Regions from separate parts of the Gossypium hirsutum genome. Here region 2 is linked to region 1. Evidence: chromatin contacts called from public Hi-C data. All regions are on one chromosome and are shown on one strand. Each heading gives the region's core, a stretch centred on a gene start, on an enhancer-like site or on the middle of the called end of the contact. The rest is flanking DNA. Distances are from core to core; before and after follow the strand shown. Region 1 holds the start of LOC107945232 (calmodulin-binding protein 25). Region 2 holds the start of LOC107945296 (UDP-N-acetylglucosamine diphosphorylase 2).

What was found. Hi-C and Micro-C count contacts between places; a contact is called where the count stands out from the background.
Region 2: a contact with region 1 is called in a Hi-C map of leaf, with 1.5 times the contacts expected there. The contact joins the promoter of LOC107945296 here to the promoter of LOC107945232 in region 1. A contact is called at or near these places in 10 of 34 Hi-C or Micro-C datasets (anther, callus, hypocotyl and 2 more).

What each region holds. Positions count from the first base shown.
Region 1 is chrD12:7,400,301-7,405,737 of Gossypium_hirsutum_v2.1, forward strand. It overlaps LOC107945232 (calmodulin-binding protein 25), which reads right to left and starts at 1,514. Exons shown (of 1, transcript XM_016879155.2): 1 at 501-1,514. The coding sequence starts at 1,231. The coding sequence ends at 572.
Region 2 is chrD12:7,541,650-7,547,205 of Gossypium_hirsutum_v2.1, forward strand. It overlaps LOC107945296 (UDP-N-acetylglucosamine diphosphorylase 2), which reads left to right and starts at 3,266. Exons shown (of 15, transcript XM_016879252.2): 1 at 3,266-3,850; 2 at 4,131-4,185; 3 at 4,289-4,440; 4 at 5,066-5,105. The coding sequence starts at 3,641.

The sequences.
Region 1 (5,437 bases), core at 264-2,763:
GTTCCTATATATGTAAAAGAATAGGTAAGACAATTTCAATAACCTCTTATTCTGAGAGTAGTCCTCTTACTTATTTGCATTTAAAAACTCAAATTACTTGAAGAAATTCCAAATTACTTTCTCACAACTCTAAGCTCATCAACAAAAGATAAGTAGCAATAATCTTTGATGCCTCATCTCTTTCACATACTATAAAAACACCATTTTTTAGAAAGTGGATAGAAAATGAGAGAATTAAACTTTGTAAATTTCTTTATAATTTTTATACCTGTTTTTAATATATATCCATATATTGATGTGTGATTTTTTAATAAAATAATCCAAGTTGAATATTTGAAAGAGTAAATGAAAATTTTCAAAATGAATAAGTGGTTAAATCTTTTAATGTATATAATTTCTTGGAGGGTATAGATGTCCAGTTAAAAAATTATAATGTAAGTAACTTTGGGGGGATATGTTTTGCGTTGCTTTGATTATGACAATGTCAAAACACTTGATGATGAAGATGAACAGCCTTCAGATTCAGTGGTTACTTTTATTGACTTTCTCTCTACAACATCTATATAATAATTTAATACAAATCATCTATCACAAACCCTTGCGGAAATAGATCATCATGATCAGTCGACGTGATACTGTCAAAAGAAAACTCGCCTTCTTGTTCTTCATTTGACACTCGCTGTTGGTACTCATCATCATGTTGTTGATGATGATGATGATGTTCATGCTTTTCTTGCGGTTGCAGCAGTTGAGACTTCCAACAATCATTAGTGCCAGGCTGCGGTAATGTTGAAGCATGATCTGAATGACTAGTGTAATTATGGTGGTGGTGGTCGTCGTTCTTTGGATTAACATGGGCAAAATTTATATTGACGGGACCTCTTGGGTTTTTGGCAAATGAAATGGAGGTGCTACGACGGCTACAGCCCGTGAATTGTTGCACCAAGGATCGGAAGTTTTTGGCGTCGGCATTGAGGAGGGTGACGGGTGTCCTCTTTGAAGCTCTAGATCGTCTCCTAATAGACTTTGATATACAGGCCTTGGGGGCCAAGTAGTGGTCAACGGCGGCTGCATATGAAGTGTTGGAGGTTAAGTTGTTCGTGGTGACGGTAACGGCAGTAGCATCGGAGAATCCGAAACAAGCATCAATGGTTTGTTCATACAGTTGCATCCACTCAGAAGAAGAAGAGGTACACAGAGTTCCATTCATGGTTCCAAAGGTGGTGGACATTTGGTTTTTTTCTCTTTGTTTCTCTCCTAGTACTAGTTACTAAGGCTTCCCAATTCCACCACACAAATTCAAGCGGGGTTGTTTAGCTTATATAGTATGAATATAGAGGGAGTTGGTGAGCCTTAATAGTTGTGGAGGGATCGGCCTGGTCAAAGTAACACATCAATTCTTGACCATTCTTTAACGGATCAGAGTGGGGTGACTTATTGCCGAAGGATGCTTACGTTTATGTAATTTCCTGGAAGCAGCCCCTGTTTATGTCAATGAGATCATCATCTCCGAGATTATGAACTCATATGTCTATATATTAATTCTCTCTTATTTCTATACTATTTTGATATTCGATAATTATATATATTTCAATTAAAAACTCTCTATTATTTTTTTCATTCATAATATTTAAACTTAAACCACATCAAATTCCTTACCATTTGATTATCCAACACTTACATACTTATATTAATAAAGATATTATATATAAATGATGCTCTCTCACCTCGTTTCTTGGTCAAAATATTGTTATGAAAACAACTCAACCTCATTTTACTGATTGCTTCATATGTATTCATCTATTATTTTAAAACCATTTGATTATCAATTTGTTAGACTGGGAAAATTAATAATCCCATAAAACACTGTTGCTTCATACTCAATTTTTCTCAATCTCTTTTTCCTTGCGCTAAAAGTTCTTCTATTTAAAAAAAATGATAAACTAGTTCATATACATTAGATTAAAGAGTAATCTAGCCCTCCTGTTAAAATTTCATTCATTTCTACTATTAAAAATTAGTTCATGTGAGTCAACATAAAGTACAAGTGGTATGCAACATGTAATTGTTTGGTTATCCGTTAGCCATGCCAGTTTTTAACCGTAGAAATGGATAAAATTGTTAACAAAAAAGACTAGTTTACTCTTGGATATAACGTATAAGAACTAATTACCCATTTTTTAGTAAAGAATACAAAATACACTTTGACTTAGTACAGGGGCTTCCATAATTTTTTTTTTTACCTTTTTTTACTTCCAATTTAATGGTATTATATAAATATAATACAATCAACCCTCTTTACAACTAACCTCAATTGTATGCTAACATTTAAATTTTAGAATATGTTTGATTTAAAAAATTCAAATTCAAATTTAAAATAAAATTATAATATCTTAATAACATTAATTAGTGAGATTTAGATAGTATATTTAATTATTCTCAAAGAAAAAAGATAGTATCTTTAATAAAATTTATCTTTAATAAAATTTACAAATGTAATTTTATTTATTAAATATTGTTTTTGTAATAAAATATGATAAATATACTTTTATATAAAATTTCAACATTTTATTGAAATAATATGTTAACTGAAAATTATTATTTTAATTCATTTAGGAATAAAATTAATTTGATTAAAATTTGAAATAAAAGATTGTTAATGAGCTAGCCTTTATGGTTGTTATAAATAAAAAAAATTGTTATAAAAAATAAAAATAAAATGTCGATTAAGTCTTAATTCGATTGGTATGAGCATTGTTACCAATGTAGGAGGATGTGGGTCCGAATGCATTGAAACGTATAATCTTCTTATTTATAAATTGAGGAAGAATTATAAACAGTTCTAACTCCATATCATAAATTTAAGACAAATATTTTATAAATATACGATAAAATATGAAAATAAATAAATATTAAACAGACAAATTGCCAAAAACAATTACTACGAAAGTTAATTAGCATTTCACAAATCAAATAACACCTCAAGTCCATATCATAAACTTCACTCGTTCCAGGCTCAAATATATTATATAATTAATATAAGAACGACCTTCAGTTTTGAGTTTTCACTTTTTGCAGTTGATAGGCTAATACTACGGTATTTTAAGCTGTAGAGGATTATTTATTGAACCGTTTTTACTAACCAAAAAGAAAAAACCCCGCTTTTCCTTAAAAAAAAAAATATAAAGCCTTTAACATTGACCATGGCCAACCGCCATGTGCTTATTATTTTATATATTGTACTTGGGAACTTCAAATTTGATAACCCTCATGCAATACATATATATGGTTACAATATTATGTTAACGTTTTCCACCCTGATTTAACATTTTTTTATTAAGTTTATTTATGCCATGTTGTGTTAGAAGGGGGGAAATGCCAAAATGATGAGAAAAAAAAATAAAACACTATCTTTTTTATTTAAGGATAAAAGATAAAAGAAAGAAAAAGCTTAAGGGAAAATTATAAATCTAAATTGAATGAGTGTTTTTCTCTCGTATTTAGTTATAATTATATATGTGTATTTATAGGTTAGGTTACTTGCCTAAACTTGAGGATCCTCTCAATAGGCTATATGTACAACCTCGATCTCCTTTTGCTTCTTTAAGGTCCACCACACCATATTTATTGAGCTTCTCCGTTGGAGCTCGTCCAACAACAACAGGTTGAGCCCGATGAATGACTCCATCAACTATATGGAAAGCATTTGCCATCGCATGTAAAAGTGCGCCTTGATTTGGCATATTATACCCTGCAACACCCAGGCTTGTCAGTACTCCTCACATCAGCCATCTCGAGGTTATTTTCATCCCTGGCTTCCTCCTCAATTTGAGGTAGAGGAGATGCATGACTCTTAATCTCATCATCCACACTATACCAAGAATCAGAGGACATCTCGATCTATTCACAACAAAAAAGAGCAACATGAAAGCCTCAATGCATTATGGAAACACAATACAAAATCTTAATGACATGTACACTAGACTCACTATTATAATGAATTCAAATCAAACCTAGGAGCGACTAAACTAGGCTCTAAAATACCACTAAATATACCACCCCTTACCCAGTTTGGAAGCTCAACCAAATAAAGAATGCAACGGTCATCACCGAAGCAAAATATATATCAATCATACAACAATATTTTTTTAAATATGAGTTAATAACATGCAATTAATCATTTTAAGCAACAAAAAATCATTACAAGCAAAAAATGGGCTTAAATGGGGTTTAAAACATTAAAGTTGAGCCCAAAATTCAAAATCTAAGAGCTAGATCTCAATACTTAAGCCAATGTATCGAAACAAATTCTGTTGTCTCGAGGCACAAGGTTTATGTCTTGAGACTTGCCTCATTAAAGCTAATTTAGCTATTGTTTCAGAATATCTCAAGACGATGAGCCATGTCTCGAGACTTAGCCCACCAAGTCTCAAGGTATGCACCTAGACATGCATGCTCAACCCAATTTTTGTTATCTTGTCTCGAGACATGATTGTCCTGTCTTGATACGCAAGCCCATAAATGCAGGAAAACAAGTCTTTAAGCTATCCAACCATGCTTTAAAATGTACCTAAACATGTTAGACAACATACCAAAGTTATACCTATAATATCCCAAATACCTCTTGAGTCAGGAATGGTATTAAAATTAGGAACATATGTGTGTGAATAGGCGGAGGGAATAAAATTGAAATTACCAGTGTTTAAAGTGAAAGTGATATTTAAGGTAATTGAAAAGACTCATTGAGAGAAATAAATCCGGGGTATAGATTAAATTGTAAGAGAACAAAAAGTGTTGGGGCAAGAGTGTGAAAATTAAAAGTATAAATGGTTAAATTGAAGAAAAGAGAAAAAAGGAAAGATTAGAAGAGTAAATATACTATGAGAACGATAAGAATCATGGATGGAATTGTAGAGAAAGTTGAGCAAAATGGTCTTTTCTTAAATAGATTTTTAAAAAAAAAGTTAATTATTAAATTAATTAGATATTTTGGGTAGAAAATGTAGAAAACTCAGCATCTTTCCATTCTCACGCCACCCTTCTCTCTTCACCCTTTCAACTTTTGTTTTTATTACATTTAGGTCTTTTTCACCATTTTCACCCATTTCAAGCTTAATTCCTTCAAAATATTCCATGGAGTCATAATGAAATCAATATAAAAAAAAACATAGCAACCTTAGTTTCAAGTAGAAAGAAAGTATGTTCATTTAGGAAGAGAGAGAAATTCAAGTCTAAGTGAAATCTTAAGGGTTTAAGGCCAGAATGATAAGATTTCTTCATGAATTTAATGTTTCTTTTATACAAAGTGCAAAAGAAGAAGAAGAAGAAGAAGAAGAAGAAGAAGAAGAAGAAGAAGAAGAAGAAGAAGAAGAAGAAGAAGAAGAAGAAGAAGAAGAAAATTAACAGTAAAAGTATGTTAGATTAGATATATCAATAA
Region 2 (5,556 bases), core at 2,016-4,515, 140 kb after region 1:
CGACAGCTTCATCTCTAAATCCCAAACATCTAGCATAGGAACTCAATAATCACTCTTATAAGACATATGGATACCATTAAGACTCATTTATTTAACTTTTATTATTATTAGAAACCCCGTTATCTTTTATACAAAGTCTTACTTCTTCATTTACTATTTACACTTGTAAACAAACTTAATCAAAAAGTTCACATGCAAATCCATACTACTTACCTCTAAACATGAAGCAATCATCTGTATGAACTCAAATCCTTAATTTCAGCTTAGTAGGAAAGATCTCAAATCAACTCCAAAGCAAGACAAAAATAGTGTTTCCAATTAGAAGGAAGAAGATAACTCTCCCACTCTTTTTTTTTCTAAAGCTCATATCAAGATATATCCATAGAAAACTCATGTTTCCATAGTGGAACTTAACATGTGTCATTAACCTTCAAAACTACCCTCTAGAGGGTTAACAGCTGTAAGGAAGCTTATACAAGAGTCCATAATCTTTTCGTGCCTTTAATTTACCACATCATTCATTTGTGACCATCTCGTTAGAGTGTAACTTGTATAGTAACTAGGCAAACTTGGCGTACCTTACCTTTGGTTTTATCTTCATTACCCAAAGAGCCCTTAATACTCTTACCATTTCTTTCATTTTCACACATCCACATCCTTTAAAGAATATTCCTTACCTTTTACTCTATTGTTAACTATAAGCTATAATTATACGCCAAATGCGTCAATTGGACAGATAAGACTGTACCACTCAGATTCTTTTGAGCTACTTGCCCAACGTAGGACTCGTAAATTTTGGGTGTTATAATAAGACCATGGCTGAAAGGTACTATGGCATCATGGTAAACATGACTAAAACCCTAGCTAAAAGACTCTATGGCATCCTTTGATAGTCTGCTGGGATAATAAACACAGGATAATCTATCGTGATAGTAAACACAAGATAATCCGCTAGGACAGTAAACACGGGATGATCCATCAGGATAGTAAACACAAAAAATCCTCCAAAAAGTTAGACATAGCGATTATAATCTAAAGATCTGCGATTCATGAAAGATGTTAGTGGTGAATATAAAGTCCACAGTTTGAAGGGTATGATAAGTCACAAGAAGAAATAAGTTGGTGCGTCTAAGGAACATAAACCTCCGGAATAAAGAAGGGTGCTAAAGGTGTGTCTCAACCCCAAATTAGTGAAAAGGAAAAAGGAAACTCCTTATGTAAGAAAGTAAATATGGTATATGGAAATACTAGTCCATCAAGAAAGTTGTGGATTCCACACATTTAAGTAGGCATGAATTAGTTTGCAGTAAGGCACAGTAATATATTGAAAGTTGATAAAAGTCAATCAAGGGGTTTATTAGGTTGATTAGGGTTTTTAAGGAAAAACGTATGCCTAAGGCCAGATGGCCAACAAAGTCAGTCAAAGAATAATGGAAAGCAGAGGTCAGATATAGCCATGGGGAATGATAGAGATCTTGTTATGCTCCTATAGGTCGAAACTGCATGTTCTAAAAAGTCTCCAAAGAAAATAGATCGGTAGAGTATTTAGGGCTATTAGTGAGCCTGAATAATACAATGCAGAAGGGACATTAGAATGTGGGAAAGACCGCAAACGTCGAAACCATTTGGTAGTCACCAAGCGTCGCCCGTCAGAGATATTAATTGTGAATATTAATGAGTTAAATTTTGAGCTGGACGCCTTACATACCTCTTAATTCTATATGTGGATCTCACTAAGTTTCCCCTGAACTTATAAGTTTTCTGCTTAAATGCAGGTTATTTAAAGATTTAGAAATTGCTAGGGACCAAGCCAAACTTCTCTAGAAGCAAGGCAAATTTTGAAAACTTGCATGTGTACAAAAGGGCACTTGTAGAGGCTCCGCCCCAGGGTTTTAGTTATCATTTTACGTTTTTTTTCTTTGGTCCAGTAAATTTGTAATTTGTATATGAAAGTGAAGCTTTAAAGTTTTATCACTAGTTAATATAAATTGATTAAGTATGTAATTTAATTTAGAAAAGAAATCTTGTTAAGTCATTCAGGTTATTGTGGCATCCAATACTTGGACTTGACGAACAGGTCGGGTAGAGGGTGTTACAATATGTCTCTTTAGACAAGTTAAAGGTTAGAGAAATGTACTCTGTTGCTATTCCTAAGGCTAAGGGTTTGTTATTGCAGTCCCATTCCATCATCTATCGACTTTGACTTATAAAAGGATTACATTTCTTTCCTTAAGACTTAGATTTTGTCTTCAAAGAAATTAGCTTGTTGCTGAGGATCCACCATCTGTGGTGGTATTGTGGATGAGAAGATAGGTTTCTTTATCAATGGGGAAATGACTCAGTAGTTTCCTCATGTTGTCTTCTATTTAATTTTTATTTACTCGTAATTCTTTGATAATTTTCTCGTTTAATTGATTTATTTCTTGTTTTTATTGTTAGATTTTCTACTGAGTCAAAAGTTTCTCTTCAAGAACTTTTATTTTCTCTTACTTTTTTGTGAATTGTCGAGAATTAATGTTAGGGCTTTGAGAGTTTTGTTCCTTAAGGGTTAAGTAAGGATGGGCTTAGGGGAGGTGGATATGGCTTCTATTTGGATAAGTGGTGTAATACTTGGGTGTCAAGTAGTTTGGGCACATTGCGTAATAAAGATAGTATGGGTTATAAGGTTTATATGGGTCGAAGTGGTGGCTTGTATGAGGTTAAGGTTGCAGTTGTTGGTAGGGTGATTAAGGTTAGTCATTGTTTGTTTGAGTTTGATGTTGTGGATTCTACCTCTAGTCTTCTTCTTTTTTGGCGGGGTATTAGAGTTGGAATGGTCATGTCGTCCACGCTTGTTGCATCAATTATTGATGATAGAAGGTTAAAGGAGGTTGGAGAGGTAGTTTACTTGATAGGTTAAGAGCTACAAGAGATGTTCAAAGAGGTGAAGGAGTTTAGTGTTACTAGGAGAGGAAGAGAGATTGGTAAGTGGATCCATTGACCTTCGAATAGGTATTCAAGAAAAATATTCATAGGCTATGTGCCTTCTCCCTGTTGGCAAACTATCACTATGGCCACATAAAGTAGGTCCTTTTATTAGGTTGAGAATGCAACTTGATATGATATGGTTACAAATTATGTAAATGACAAGTGATAATGATTTTATCAAGTGAAGTGTACAGGCTAACAAAGTAGTATTTTGGTAAGGTGTAATATTTGGTGGAATGGTCCCCTACTCGGACTATGTGTAACGAGTATATAAACATCAAAACATAAACATGTGCTTGAATTAAGTGATGTTATGGTTATTTGACGATAGTGTAATTTCACGGTTCAAGTTGAAGAAAAAAGGAAAAAGAGTAAATTCGCGGTTCACCGAGTTACGGTAAGTGGGGTTGGAAAAAGAGGCATTGAAGGCATTAGCGTTTCACAGGTGTCCACCCTGTAGAAGTTGGTTACCCAGTCAGAGATATTCTTGTCTTCATTTCCACTGTTCCTTTGCCCCTCTCTGTATACCCATTTACATAAACCAAATTCCCTAGTCGCTTGAGCCATACTTCAAACCCAACCCAACCCAACCAAATACCAAAAAACCAGAGATCTAATCTACCATAACAAAAACAATTAACCTTTGTCTGGTTCCCATAGAGACAAATTAAGAATGAGGGAACCAACGATGGTGGTTGGCGCAGACAGCAATGCTGCTGGTGCTGCTGTTGGCGGTGCTGATGGATCACCTCTCCCTCCACCGACGTCTTCACCGCCGCAATCATTAGTCGAGAGGCTCAAGGACTACGGCCAGGAACACGTTTTCGCCCTTTGGGACGAGCTTTCTCCTGATGAACGCCTCCACCTCGTCAAGGATATCCAGGTCATTTCTTTCTAGATCTTTTATCATCATCACAATTCGATATTTGCTTTCAAACATTCTAAAACATCCTTTTTTTTCATTTTTGGTCTCTTGAAAAGATACTACTTTTGTTCCTTCCTTTCAAGTTTTAACTATTATGCCTTTCTTCCACTCCAAGCATTCAATTTCGCTTCTAAATCCTGTAACTTTTGGTTATAGTTCTTCAATTCCAAGCAAATTCAGCTTCGTGAGTCAATTTTAGTTCTTAATTAATAATTCAACTTCGGTTTCCATACTTCAGAGTTTGGATCTTTCGAGAATAGATCGGATCATTCGCTGCTCTCTTCGATCTCAAGGTGCGCCTATATGTAATATAAATTCTTCGATTGCTCTCGTTTTTAGTACACTCTGTTTGGGTTATTTTTTTAATATGATTCTGTTTCTTGGTGGGGCTTTTAGGACTGCCGGTGGCAGCAATAGAGCCAGTTCCCGAGAGTTGCGTGTCCTCTGTAGAGGAGAGAACGATGGAGGAAAGGGAAAGGTGGTGGAAGATGGGATTGAAGGCTATATCGGAAGGCAAATTGGCTGTTTTGCTTCTATCCGGTGGCCAGGTATCATCATCTATCTCCATTTTTTTTTATTAATCTTTTTATAATCTAGATTCAGAGATTTATTACATACAATAGTTAATGATGAGTCTTCATTTTGCTTCTTCTTGATCTAATATATTTTATGCCTCACCTAGAAAGATTTAATGATGCTGTTATCACCAGTTCTTGGCCGAGGAGTTATCTCTTTCCATAATTTTGGAATGATGTTACTTTTGAATGGTTCCCTCATTACTTATTAGACATTCTTTTTTTCTGATAACCAATATGCACATTTATTAATGTAAAAAGCTGGGCCCATAAACTCTTAAAGTGGATAATTGCTGTTTACTAAAGGTTGGTTTGATGTTGCTTTATTGGATGTCCAGTAATGATAATTAGTGATAAAGTTAGGTTAACTTAGAAAGTGGATGCTTCAATATTTTCCTGCAAATAATAATTGTTTAGTTAAAAAGATGCTTTACTAAATTCTATACTCTTTCATTGCTGAAAAAGGGATCTAAATCTGCTTTATAAATTACCCAAATTTTCCAAATAAATAAATAAGATACCCTGTCAAGTAACCCTGTATTATTTCCCTTGTTTTTGATCTTGTGTTTTATCTCCTTGTGATTGAAATGTGCTGCAGGGGACTCGGCTTGGAAGTTCAGATCCCAAGGGATGTTTCAGTGAGTAATTTTTACTCATTGCTGACATGGTTTTGAAAATCTTATGCTGCCTTCAAGTTTCTTTTGATGATGCTTTTCACTAATTTTTGGTGTTGATCAGGACATGTTCAGGGAATGTCCTGTATGGAACTTAAGCAGTTAACCGTGTTTAATGCTTTCCTATCTCACTTTTCTATGTGGCCAAACCCTCTGGATCTGAAATCGTTGTTTAATTCTGAGACATTCCACAAAGTTATATAAAATAGAGGATGATAGGGTTCTTGAAAAGATTTAAGTCTAATGGTTAACACTATAATGTCCTGGCAATGTATGGAATAATCAGAAATATTTTGAAGGAAGTATTTTTCATAATTACAAAGCAATTGAGGAAGAAATAAACAAATTTTCTTGTTAGTTCAAGAAGCTATGAATCTGTTAGATAATTAATGATTATTCGAATAGCTTTAGTTGT